3 separate regions of the Mus musculus genome follow, and all the other regions are linked to region 1. The links are chromatin contacts, called in public Hi-C and promoter capture Hi-C maps. All regions are on one chromosome and are shown on one strand. The core of a region is the stretch at or near the end of the contact, and the rest is flanking DNA. Distances in the headings are between cores, read along the strand shown.

Region 1 (4,363 bases), core at 1,289-3,788:
CACCTTGGACAGCAATAGCTTTCCTTCCCTGAGACATACACATAATTCCCAGTCAGGGTGGGTATGGAGATGGGGGCTACTTAATGGCTAGAAGTCACAATGGAGTCAAGTTGGTGAGAGACTGGCTTGGGTGGTTCTATCAAAAAAGTATTATTTGGTTGGGGGATTTCATTCCATTGGTAGAGTGCTTTTGAATGTGTAAGACCCTCGGGTTCATTATCTGCATGATCCCCTGACCCCATTCCACCTGCCCTAAAACATACCACTGGCCAGTCCCAGTCAGCCACGTGACGGTCCTATTGTGTGTGTTTCCCTCTCCATCCCACAATTCCTTGGGTGCTCTTCTCTCCTCTGATCTTACCTTAGAAGCACAACGTCCACTGACTGAGTCAAGTGGGCCAGGGGCCCTTTTGTCTCAGCAAAAGAGAACTGCTTTTTTGGTACAAAATGAAGCTGTCGAGCCAGATGTTATTTCACACTTGGCTCAATGCTGACTATGGTTGCCAATAACTGGGTTCAGTTCCCCGGATTTCTTTTTCAGCAGCTCAAGATGGAAAGCTGAAGTTTCAAGACACCGACATCCTTTACCAGCATGAACAGGAAGAAGAGAGCCTTCAGTCAACTGCCACTGTAGCCTCATCTCCAGAAGAGCTGTGTGAACTGGCTGCTCAGCCCACTCTACTCCCACAGACAGATCAGAGAGAGGTAAACAGTCACTCTGCTGAGAGGTTTCTGGCAGAAACCCCCAGGGGAAAACTACAGGATCAACACTCTGTCCTGATTGAGAATGGGATTTAAAAAGTGCTGAGCCAGCTGACAGGCAGGGTTTAGTGAGCCCCACCCAGTACCCCGTGCTTAGAGCTCATAAGTTTTCATTAAAAGTTTTTAAGGGCTGGTGAGATGGCTCAGCAGGTAAGAGCACTGACTGCTCTTCCGAAGGTCCTGAGTTCAAATCCCAGCAACCACATGGTGACTCACAACCATCCATAATGAAATCTGATGCCCTCTTCTGGTGTGTCTGAAGACAGCTACAGTGTACTTACATATATAGTAAATAAATAAATCTTTTTTTTAAAAAAAGTTTTTAAAAGGAGGGCTGGAGAGATGCTTCAACAGTTAAGAACACTGAGTGCTCTTCCAGGGGACCCAAGTTCAATTCCCAGCACAAACATAGCAGGCTAGCAACTATCTGTAATTCCATCTCCAAGGAATCTGACATATATGCAAGCAAAATACTGATGCATATGAAACAAAAAATTTTTAAAGTTGTATTTACTAGCACTGGAGAGATGGCTCAGCTGTTAAGAGCACTGACTGCTCTTCTCTTCCAGAGGTCCTGAGTTCAATTCCCAGTGATCACATGATGGCTCATAACCATCTGTAATGGCATCTGAGTCCCTCTTCTGGCCTGCAGGTATACATGCAGTAGAGCACTCATATGCATTAATAAAAAAAGTTGTATTTGTAGAAAGTGTTTTTTAAAAAGATGTATTTATCTTTTATTTAATATGAGAGTATTATGTCTGCATGAATGTCTGCATATCATGTGTGTACTTGGAGCCCATGGCAGCCAGAAGAGGACATTAGATTTTTCTAGGACTGGAGTTATGGATGGTTGTGAACTACCACGTGGGTGCTGGGAACCAAACCTGGGTCCTCCAAGAGTAATAGGCGCTCTTAATCATTGACCCATCTCTCCAGTCCCTTTGTTTAGTTTTTAAAGATTTACTTATTTATATATATTTTTATGCATGTGAGTGCTTTGCTTGCATGTATGTGTGTGTTCCACATGTGTGCAGTGCCCATGAAGGTCAGAAGAGGACACTGAGTCCCCTGAAACTAGAGTTATAGACAATTGGGAGCTGCCACATGGGTTCTAGGAATTATATCTGGGTTTTCTGAAGCAGCAGCCAGTGCTCCTAACCACTGAGCTGTCTCTCCTGTCCCTACAGTCTTTAGGTGTGAACTTGGAATGATCACGTGAAGGGCAAACTGCCATTTTGCTTTTATTCGTTACAATTTTGTGGGTGGGTGCATGTGCCACACGTGGTACATTTGTGGGGGGTCAGAGGACACCTTTGTGGAGTTGTTTCTCTCCCAACTCTTCTATGTGGGTTTCAGAGACTGAACTCGGGTCACCAAGCTTGCTCAGCTCAAGTCTGAGCCATCCTGCTAGCCTCCAAACTGTCATTTGAAAACTGTCACCACTCTGCTGTGACACACTGACTGGGGGCTGGGCAGTACGGGGAAGAGGGCCCTTGTGAAGTGGCACAAATCTTGTGCGTTCTGGAGAAGACATTGTTGCTGGCGTTTTACAACTCTCACCAACCGCTTTTACCAATGTTTTTCGCTGTCTAGTCCAGTGAACCAAAAGCTCAAGACGAGAATGACTTATCCCAGGTGCTAAGCGAGCTGCAAGTGTCACATGCAGAGACCACACTGGAACTGGAAAAAACCAGAGATATGCTTCTTCTGCAGCGCAAAATCAACATGTGTTATCAGGTGCAGAGCATGGGCCAGGAAGCTGGGCAGCTGAGACTCACACACACCCGGGAGCAAGCATGGCTTGGGGTCTGGGGCTGGTGGTTAGCAACGCGCTTCCTTCCTATGGAGGCGCCTCCGGACTCACTCACACATGCCCAGGCACCTGGCCCCAGAAGTCAGCTAAGGGGGAGCTCATAAAACGGCAAGTGCCAAACTTCTGGGTTCATTTTCCCCCAAAGTCCTAGGGACGCAATTACCCAAGGTGCCACAGGTGCAGCCGCGAGTGAAGGGTCTTAGAAAGCCTGAGCTTCCTTCCTGGGCGGAACCTGCCCTGCTGAGGAGGTCATCAATCTTCCTACTCCAGCCAGGTCCAGTTTTTAGAGTCAGGGCTCTTGGGTTCTGCGACACAGAGAGGAAAGTTCAGTTCTTATTTTGTTTCAGGAGGAGCTGGAGGCAACACTGACAAAAGCTGACAGGGAAAACAGGGACCACGAAGAGAAACTGGAGCGGCTGAATCACCTCCTGGACTTCAAGAACAGCCGCATCAAACAGCTGGAAGGTATTTTAAGAAGCCACGGCCTTCCAACATCTGGCAAGTCTTAGTACTTTGTTTCCATCTTGGGTGATGTCATGTGACTAACAGCGACCCAATCCTCCTGACTTTCTCTCTTTCTGCTCTCATCCTCTCTCACCTCATGGTTGGTTTGTAACTTCCTTTCCTCTTCTGCTCAGTGCAAATCTCTGATTTTTTTTTCTGGAGAATTTCCACAGGGCAGCCGTGCTTCCGGGTGGTTGGAAGAGTGTCATTGAGGGTGACTGACCCCAAGGCTGGTGAATCTCTCCTTTCCTCTGTCATTTTGTGAATCTGTGCGTATTAGCCTACGGCAGGTCTTGCCAGGTAATGCACCCTTGTCACGCATTTCCTCTCATCTTTTCCTGAGATCTCTCTCTAAAATCTTTGTTGAGATTTAAGGACGTAGGCAGAGGCAGGGCAGGCGTTGCCAGTGTGTTCCGATGGTCACTACAGAACAGGATCCACTCTCAACCTTGAGTTTAAGAAGTAGGGTTCCTCACTATGCACTCGGGAGAGAGACGACTCACCCTAGCAAACTCACCACAGTCTGAGACTTAAAGCAGAAGGCAGGGCACGACATCAGCACACATGGAGCTCAGTGAAGCGGTGCTCCTTTCTGGGAAGAGCAGGTTCCCTCATGAGCACAGCCCTAGAGTACAGGGAAGTAGTGGGGGTGGGGGGCGAGTTTACCACACCCTGAGTCTGGTAAGACTGCTGCCAAATAAACGGGCAGTCCTCCCTTGCACTGAATCCTCATGGCTTAGACTCAAGGACTCTCAGGGTAAGCACCCTTACCTACATCTGCGGGTTCATTTGTTTTCACTTTCTGTGCAGATTCCTGCCAAAGCTGAACAGCTTTCCCACGCATACCACTTAGCTGTACTGTTTTTTTTTTTTAAGATTTTATTATTTGTTTAAGATTATTTATGTGAATGCGCCATTCGTATGTATATGCCTGCAAAGGAGGACATCAGGCTTCCTTATAGGTTGTGAGCCACCACGTGGTTGCTGGAATTGAGCTCAGGACCTCTGGAAGAGCAGCTAGTGCTCCTTAATCGCTGAGCCATCTCCGCAGCCCACATTATTTCTTCTGAGAATTGCCTATCCCTACCTCTACCTTTCCCCTATGATTTAACGGTATCTCTGATTTGTACTTCCTTATATGTAAGACTATTAGCTTTGTGTTGTTAATGCCAATTTAAACATATTATATTAAGTCATGTCTTATCTATCTATCTGTCTGTCTGTCTATCTATCTATCTATCTATCTATCTATCTATCTATCTATCTATCTATCTATCTATC
Region 2 (3,990 bases), core at 174-2,673, 160 kb before region 1:
CTGGGCAGTATTTACCAGGCAGACACCAGGGGGTAGTAAAATCTCACTCTCTTGGTCATTAATAACAAGGAGACTGAAGAGTCTACCTTAACTGGAAGGTTGGAGATAGCTCCACAGTTCTTGCCGGTTAATCACAGGGTTTTCCCTGCTTGAGATTCTTTTTTAACCCTATGAACCAGAGGGCTCGTGTCATCCCCATGAATTAAGTTTCTCCCTTCTCCAGACCCACAGGAAAAGGGGCAGAATGTAGCATCCTAAGATGAAAAGAGCCTGTCATGGAGGCCCTTTCTTCTCCTCCTGCTCCAAGCCTCATCGACTGTATCCACTACCACACGTCTTCTAAATAAACTTTACCCTCTAACTGCAATGCCAACACCTTCACGATCTCTCTGGGAAATGAGTACCTTTCAGATCGCCTCCCAAATGTCCACCTTTTGGACCAGTCTGTGACTCAGAGACAGGCAGGGCAACCCCTTGATGTGCTGCGGTTCCTCAAGCCTTTTTGAGAGACCCCACTCGGCCTTCACTTCCATGTAGAAGTGATACTCGAGTTTGTAGGTGAGGCAAAAAAAAAAAAAAATTAAAGGAGCCTAGCCCCTTTTGTCTGAAGTGTAAGATAATAGTCACTGCCAAAAGCCCTAGCATATGGGCCACTATCGCCCTGCAACAAGAAGGAAAGATCTGACATCAGTACTAAAGCGTGGGGTCTAATCCGGGAACTGTTGCTTCCCCTTCTCTAACCGCAGAGCAACAGGGGTCTAAGGTAGAGAAAAAGGCAAAGGCAGCGTGGAGCAACTCCGCAAACGCCCCCAGACCCTACAGAGGGATCCTGATCCCGGGGCCCTGGCCTCTCAGCCGTGACACATATCCCCCCACCCCACATGCCAAGCCTTTACTTCGTAATTCCCCTCATCCCCCGCCCTCCCCAGGCTGCACACAGGAGCCCATTGTAGTCTCATGGAGCCTTGAGACCCAAGAAGGTGGAAGGGGAAGAAGGGCGGGCAAACGCCCAAGGCTTGGGGGAATACCCTAATTTCCCGGCCTTCAGCTCTACCTAAAGGGAACTAAAGGCTGTGGATCGACCTGGGCCCCAGGACCTTGCCAAGCCTTGCCACGGACCGGAGATGTGTCATGGACCCTAGAGATGGAAGAAGGCTTTTGGCCGCCGGGCAACCTGGGACCTAGGCGGGTCCCCTGCAGGGTCCCGAGCTGAGGCTGAACTGATCCCGCAGAGCGAAGAAGACGCGGGAAACCCGGGGCGTCCTCAGCTGGGCGGTTCTCGGAGGGGGCGGGGCGGGCTGGCAGCAGACAGCCAGGGGAGCGGAGGCGAGGCTTGTGGCCAGGGTTGGGGGGGCTTCTCGGCTGGGGTCCCGGGCTGGGCGGGGCGGTGCAGGCGGCCGTCTCGGCCCTCCCTGGCGGGGCCCCCGCGGCCTGGGCTGCCGAACGAGCGGGGAGAGCCGCGGTCGCCGCGCGAGTTGTCCTGCAGCTAGACCCGGCGAGACTGAGCGCCCGGAGGGAGGCGGTGGCTCACCCGCCCCGCCCGCCCGCCGGAGAGTGGGACACCTCCCGACGCCGAGCCATGGTGAGTCCCGCGAAGCACCCCGGTGTCCCCTCGGCCTTCGCGCAGCCCGCTCCGGGCCCCCAGCCCCGTGCCTCTTGTGCCCGCTTAGCGCTCCTTGGCGCTTCGGAGACTCTCCACCCTCCCATCCCCCCTTCTTTTCTTCGATCTGCGGTCCTGCTGCCTGCTCAGTCCCTACCGAGTATTGCCATGACCCTTTCTTTCTTCTGTGCCACCTCCCCATCCTTCGATGGTCTTTGCACACATCCCACCCCCGGTCTTTTTGGTCCTACCCAGTCTTCTTTTGCTGAGTTTTCCCTCCCCCTCCCTATCTCAGTTTTTCACTCCTGGAGACCCTCTGCGAGTTGGTCTGGCGGCAGCCCTTGAAAGGGCACTGTCCTGGGTCATGAGAACTGACCTGCCTGGAACCACCATTTTCCATCCCAGTCCCCAAACCCGGTGAGATGGGCCCACCCATCCGGCCCTGAGGGACTAGCCACAGCTGTGGCTGGGCCAGGGCCAAAGGGCATGTCCAAAGGGAAATTCCCTCACAGAAAGGGGGCTGTTTGGGGGTGGGTAGGGGGTGTTCCGCAGTACCAATGGGCGTGACGTTGCCAGAGCCAAAACCATAGTTTTTGGGACAAAGTTCCCCGAGGTTCATGCAGCTGCAGGGAACTGAGCTGTTCCTGACAGTGCCTGCCTCAGAGCACTGTCGCTGCAGGGAGGGATCTGGATGGAATCCTGTAGAGCAGAGGCTCGGAGAGCAGCAGCTCAGGGTACCAGAAGCCCATGTCAACCAGAGTGAACACTAAGCCCGGAACTTTCCGGCCAGAAGTACTATGAAGTACTACGGGGAGAGCGCCCACTGCCCAGGCGGGTGCAGCCTATAATGCTCATTGCAGAGTGGAGGAGGGGGAGAGGCCCTGCCAGGGCAATGTCTACGGAGAGTCTGGGAAGCATCACCCTGCTCAGAGGGTTGGAGCAAGACAGGAACTAGGCCAGTGAGCGCTGACTCAGTCTCGCCCGTCGTTTGGTCCCAGCCGACCAGAGGCCTGGTGTCTTGGGCTCCTGCCCACCTCCGCCTGCTCCAGACCCCTCCTCCCCTCCTGCCGAGGCCGTTTCCTGTGGCTGCGACTCTTGTTCAGCCATGAGCTCACCGCCCCTAATGGGTTGCAGCTGCTTCGCTGCTCAAGCAGTAGCTCCCCGGATCCTAACTTCGGAGCTCGGGCCCACCCAACCTCACCCCTACCCTTCTTCCCACCCACGTACACAGTCCTGAGAACACTGAGGGTCTGTCTGCTCGCCCACACCTTGGAGCCAAGTTTGGGCTCTGATAACACAGAATGCTGGTCTCTGGGGTGTCTGAATACCCTAATCTTCCCAAACAGCCGGGATTAAGCAACTCTGGCTGGAGAGATTTCAGAGTAAAATAAGTAATTTTTGTCTTGGGGTGGAAGCAGAACCGTCTGCAATGGGTAGAGAGCTAGTAAATGCAAAGAGAGGTAGAGAAATAAATACTGCAAAATACTTTCCTCATTTACAGCAAAGACATCTGATAAACGGAACTTAAAAAGCCATCTTGAGAGAGATATGGACATGCAAAGAAGTAGACCCCAGAGTTGTTGTTTAGGAAGTGAGTGAAGAAACGTAGCCCAATGAATGATTCACTTAGGGAGTTGGTCAGTACGGGACACGACTTAGTCTTTGAGACAGGTTATCAGACAGAACCCTCTGGAACTAGAAAAAGAAAGAAAAAAAACTGGAATACATAGCATCAGACCACCTCCTCTCTTCTCCAAGAATTTTGGGTATGTCTTTATCTTCTTTCAAATGGCTCCACCATTTGATTCATTGTGGCCAATCCCACAGGTTCTGGGAATGAAAGAAAGGGATGCTATAAAGGCCTGAGATAGCCACAGTCTTCTCATCTTCTTTCTTCCCACCTATCAACCAACTATCTCTAGGATGCAGTAGTTTGTGAGTGGGCATACCTCCACTTACAATAAAGGTATCTGGATGGTGAGCTCGGGAGAATCCATTGGCAAAATGGCTGTGTAGAAACCCCATACCCCCCACCCATCCACCGAGAATTCTTAAGCATCAGATGGGTTCAGTGGCCCAGCCTGTCTCTTTCCTCCCGGGATGCAGTCACCTCAATTCACAAGTGCCTGGAACAATCCTGACCAGAGTCATCTATAACAAGTTCTCCCTGGATCACTAAAGCCAAAGTCTCAGAGCTTAAATGTGAAGCCATGGTAAGCCTGTGTGTGCTGACTGGCCAGGCCCCTCCTATTCCTGGGCTCATTCAGCCAGCATTTTCTGATTACTCACTGTGCACATATGATATGAGACATATCTATCTGCAAACTGGCCAACTCCCAAGGAGCCATGCTTAGAAAGTCTAGATGTCTATAGCTCGGTATTGTCTCTAC
Region 3 (4,454 bases), core at 1,351-3,850, 260 kb before region 1:
AAAATTCTGTCTCAAAAAAAAAAAAATAGGTCTAAATCAGTGTATTAGTTACTGTTCTGTTGCTGTGGTAAATCGCCATGACTAGCAATTTATAAGAGAAAATGTTTAATTGGGGGCCAGTGATTCCAAATGATTAGAGGCAATGCTTTTGGAGCAGCAGTGTATCAGGAACAGCTGAGAGCTCACATCTGGAACTGCAAGCAGAAGGCAGGAAGCACAGTGAGAATGAGTCCAGAGTTCTGAAACCTCAAAGCCCACCCCTAGTGACACACTTCTTACAACAAAGCCACACCTCCCAATCCTTCCCAAAGTTCCACCAACTGGGATCAAGGAATTCAAACCACCTGTGAGGCTCCGTCTCATTCAAACCACCACCGTCAGCTCTTGAGATGTTACATTCCCAATGAAAAGGAAGGATGTCTATTAGGCCATTAGCAGGAAAAAAGGAAGGCACGTCTCTATTATCAGTTTGACAGGGAACAAAGGAATGTCCTTCACAGACACCATCAAGTCTCTGATTTCGTCCCATTCCTCAGCGTTCAGTCTCATGTGGCATCCAAACTGTTGTTCTTTCATGTCTGGCTTTTTTTAAATGATATGGATGAAGTATAACAATTTAAATATAAAGTCATGTCTCTTCGAATTGCCAAAGTACATATAAAAATAGTAACATAAGTTTGTCGGTTTACTTTGATCCAGACATTATCACATTTAATCATTATAACAAGGCTTTAAAGGCATCAACTGTCACTGCTCCAGAATCAACTGACCACCAAATGCCAGACCCTAGAAGGTTATACATATCCTATACTCTGACACCTGCCCACAAAAACAACAACAACATCAACCCAATCAATCTATCAGGGCAGATCTGTAAGTGGCAGAGATATTTTATTGTTTCAGCACAAGCCAGTAATTTAACATGAAAAATAATAATAAAGTATAACAACTGCAAAGTATAGGCTGGGCATTGGTGGCACAGGCCTTCAAACTAACCACTTGAGTGACAGAGGTTGGTGGATCTACATATTGAGTTCCAGGCCAGCCAACCAGGGCTCTATGTGTGTGTGTGTGTGTGTGTGTGTGTGTGTGTGTGTGTGTGTGTGTGTGTGTGTGTGTGTGTGTGTGTGTGTGTCTGTGTCTGTGCGCGCGCGCGCGGGAGTGGGAGGGGAGGGGGAGGAAGGGGGGAGGGCGAAGCAAACTTTCAAAAGACTGCAGTAGGTAACACCTTTTCCACAGCTGTCGTACATACACACTCCCTCGAGTCTCCAGAGAGTCATTGGATAAAATCAAACCTCTACTACCCACATAAGACAAACCAAGCATCTAAGAATCCAGCTCACACAGATACCCATATATGGTCCTGTAACTTTTCTAATTGGACTGAAGACTATAGAGTACTCTTCGTCCTGTCAGCTAACTTCTGCCCCCAAGAGGCTAAAGAGGAAACCACAGCTGGGTAAAGTACTGCTGCCGGGACCCAAGAATTTACAGGTCCATGAGTCTTTTTTTTTTTTTTTTTTAAAGATGTATGAGTGCTCTGCTGCATATACATCCACAGGCCAGAAGAGGGCATCAAATCCCCTTACAGATGGTTGTGAGCCACCATGTGATTGCTAGGATTTAAACTCAGAACCTCTAGAAGAGCAATCAGTGCTCTTAACCGCTGAGCCATCTCTCCAGCCCCAGGTTTTGGGGGGTTTTGTTGTTGTTGTTGTTGTTTCCCCACACACACACTGATTAACCCTTCGAACATTTAGCTTAAAATTCTCCATTTGCATTTCAAGGACCAACAATACCCAGTACGGTGCATTGTTTAAAAATGTAACTCTGACTTTCGACTCCCTAGCACTTAATTCAGCTATCACCTATTAAGTTCATGAACTTGGGTAAATTAACCACGTGAAAAATTAAGTTAGCAACAGATGTTTGTGGAAATAAGATGGCGGGAATTCGGTGTGCTACGTGGGAAGCTCTTGATAGAAAACCTGGAGCAAACTCGCAGACAACAAATGTGAAAAAAAAGTAAGCTAATTTTTATATTTATTAATTTGCAAACTGTAATAGTTATTAGCGCTCATCGTTGACTGCCTAAATCTGATTTTTGTTATGGTCTTGTCCCGTCTCACAAAGGGAAACTAGCCACGGTTCAGAATTCTACAGCACCAAATGAAAACAAAGAAAGTCCACACTTTCCTTTTCACCTGCCTACCCCACTCTCAGCCCCACTCCTGCCCCCACCCCCGCCCAGCCCTGCCCCCGCCTCTGTCCTCCCAAGTCCCACTCCCTACCACCCCCCCACGTCCCCTTCTATCTCCCCACCCCAGTGAGACTGCTTCCCCCTCCACGCCGCCCCCATCTCCCTACTCCCCCAACCCCTCTCCCTCCTACCCCACTAGCCCCCCCTAACCCGTGAGACTGATCCCTCCCCATCACAAAACACGCCCAAGCCGGGTTGGTCTCGCCCGCAGCCACGCTCAGCATTGAGACCACGCCCCTTCTGAAGGCTAAGCCCCTCCCACGAACGGCCTTCTTCGCAGAGACGTACATAAGGTACATAAGGTCGCTTATTGGCTGTTAGCAAATACTCCCTCTTCTCATTAGTTGATACCGTCCGGGTCGAAGTTCCACGGAAGATGCTCTTAGCTGCTTGGGCTGAGGGTTACAGGCATGTGTACTTCCGTTTCCGGTGTGTCCTGAAGCCATGGCCACCGCCAGGACACCGAGATTTCTGCTGCTGTTCTGCAGATCCTGCCGCAGCCTTCGAGGACCCCAGTCCCGAGTAAGTGCATCTTCCTCTGCTGGCGGAGAACTGGGTTTCCAGAGACATCTCTCGGAGGAGGAGCGACCTCGGCGATGCCTCGGGCAGCAAGCACCTGCAACCATTCTGTTTCTTTCGCTGTCTGCAGGCATACGCCGCCCTTGTGCCCGGTGTGTCCCAGGTAGACAACGGGTCGGATTTCCTGGGGAAGAAGCCCCATCGAAAGCATCCCGGCATCCTGCATCTTCCGCACGTCCAGCTGCCGCAAGCACTGGCTGACGCCGCACAGTTAATGCTTTTTGGTGAGAAACTGCGGGAAGGGGAAGCCAGATAAAACCAAACGAGGCCAGCACGCAGCGATGACCCTTTCCATCTGTGACCACAGAGAGACCCATGCGCAGTGTAGAGAAGCAGGTGCAAGCACTCACCAACTATCTCTGGAGCCGACATTTACCTGTAGAGCCGGAGGAGTTGCAAAGACGGGCTGCGTATCTTGAGAAAAAATTCCTGGAAAAACAAGGTAGGGCTTAAAACTAAAAGGCAAACCAGATTAAAATGTCAACGAGAAATTAGGATCAAAGAATAATTTAAATCTCTCAGATAAATACTGCTGTTTCTCATTTGATGCTGTAGTAACAGCCCTACTAGATGATGCCCTGCTAAGAAGGTAGGTTGGGCCAGAGGTTGCCCTTGGAGATTGGGTAAAGGTCAGAAGTTTTGGTCTTTCGGGTTTTTTTATAAAAAATTTCCCCTCCACCGCTGCAAGTCAAAGAGATTATGACTATATTTTGATTCAGGTAAGTAAAGGCCATATGGCAGGCAGTTCAGTAAACACGAAACCCCACCTCGGATAGAAAATTATTACATTTCAGATTATTTTTAAGACTATGGACTTCATATTGTAAATTTGCCTTTTATTCTTGTATTCCCTGCACGTCCCACAGTACCTGGTTCAGGGTAGTGTCTTAGTGTTCTATTGTTGAAGAGATACCATAATCACGGCAACTCTTAGAAAAGAGAGCTTTTAACTGGGGCTGGCTTACAGTTTCAGAGGTTTAGTCGGTTGTCAGCATGACAGCATGCAGGCAGGCATGGTGCTGAAGAAATAGCTGAGAGTTCTGCATCTGCATCGGGAACTGCAGGAACAGAGCGAGACTCTGGGCTTCTCATGGCCTTTTGAAACCTCAAAGCCCACCTCCTAATCCTTTCACGTAGTGCTACTCCCTGGTGACCAAGCATTCCAGCGGATGAGCCATTGGGGAGCAAATGGGGCCATTGTCATTCAAGCCACTACTGTAGGTGTTTGTAGAAATTTGCCCAGTGGTACAGAGCTCCACACAGTCCGGAGACTTGGATTTTCAAGCCCCTTTCTATGGTAATATTGAAGATGTCTCACTCCTAAGTGTCAGAGAGTGAAAAAGTCTATAAAAGTGCCCTTATCCTGGCTTTTATTTTTATCACATGGACAGGAGAGATGGTACAGAGTAAAAAAGCACTCACCACCAAACCTGATGACCTTCTACCAAATGGGTGAAGGTGAGAACTGACTCGGACCTATATGCACACAAGAAGTAAATATTTAAAAAAAAAAAATCATTTTTATCAGGCTTCTGCTCACTATGACGCAAAACTTGGATGGGTTAAGTTGACTAAACTACTATTCTAATAGTCTAGATACTATTAGGTAGATAAT

What was found. Promoter capture Hi-C pulls out the DNA fragments that hold promoters and counts their contacts. A called contact is a pair of places that touch in the nucleus more often than the background predicts.
Region 2: a contact with region 1 is called in a promoter capture Hi-C map of the HPC-7 cell line. The contact joins the promoter of Arhgef40 here to the enhancer-like site in region 1. A contact is called at or near these places in 8 of 39 promoter capture datasets (the C10 cell line, the HPC-7 cell line, cranial neural crest and 5 more), 1 of 115 datasets of contacts at active chromatin or transcription factors (memory CD8 T cells) and 3 of 9 other capture datasets (adipose tissue, liver and pancreatic islet).
Region 3: a Hi-C map of CD8 T cells shows a contact between it and region 1, with 3 times the contacts expected there. The contact joins the promoter of Mettl17 here to the enhancer-like site in region 1. A contact is called at or near these places in 10 of 39 promoter capture datasets (the HPC-7 cell line, cranial neural crest, embryonic stem cells and 3 more), 5 of 484 Hi-C or Micro-C datasets (CD8 T cells, the G1E-ER4 cell line, differentiating embryonic stem cells and 1 more), 6 of 115 datasets of contacts at active chromatin or transcription factors (bone marrow-derived macrophages, embryonic stem cells, epiblast stem cells and 1 more) and 3 of 9 other capture datasets (adipose tissue, liver and pancreatic islet).

Annotation. Positions count from the first base shown.
Region 1 is chr14:52,138,198-52,142,560 of GRCm38.p6, forward strand. Rpgrip1 (retinitis pigmentosa GTPase regulator interacting protein 1) reads left to right here. Exons shown (of 25, transcript NM_023879.3): 12 at 542-705; 13 at 2,359-2,502; 14 at 2,926-3,076. Among named protein-coding and RNA genes, the nearest start is that of Rpgrip1, 29 kb to the left of the region's middle. Within about 2 kb of position 2,539, at least 111 of the 459 cell types and tissues checked have an H3K27ac peak or open chromatin away from gene starts, as enhancers often do. A contact at or near this core is called in CD8 T cells, the HPC-7 cell line, bone marrow-derived macrophages and 2 more, where this site is marked.
Region 2 is chr14:51,983,410-51,987,399 of GRCm38.p6, forward strand. It overlaps Arhgef40 (Rho guanine nucleotide exchange factor (GEF) 40), which reads left to right and starts at 1,424. Exons shown (of 24, transcript NM_198249.4): 1 at 1,424-1,582. The coding sequence starts at 1,580. It overlaps Gm16617 (predicted gene, 16617), which reads right to left. Exons shown (of 3, transcript NR_045728.1): 3 at 2,980-3,430.
Region 3 is chr14:51,882,242-51,886,695 of GRCm38.p6, forward strand. It overlaps Mettl17 (methyltransferase like 17), which reads left to right and starts at 2,601. Exons shown (of 14, transcript NM_001029990.1): 1 at 2,601-2,782; 2 at 2,910-3,063; 3 at 3,147-3,281. The coding sequence starts at 2,705.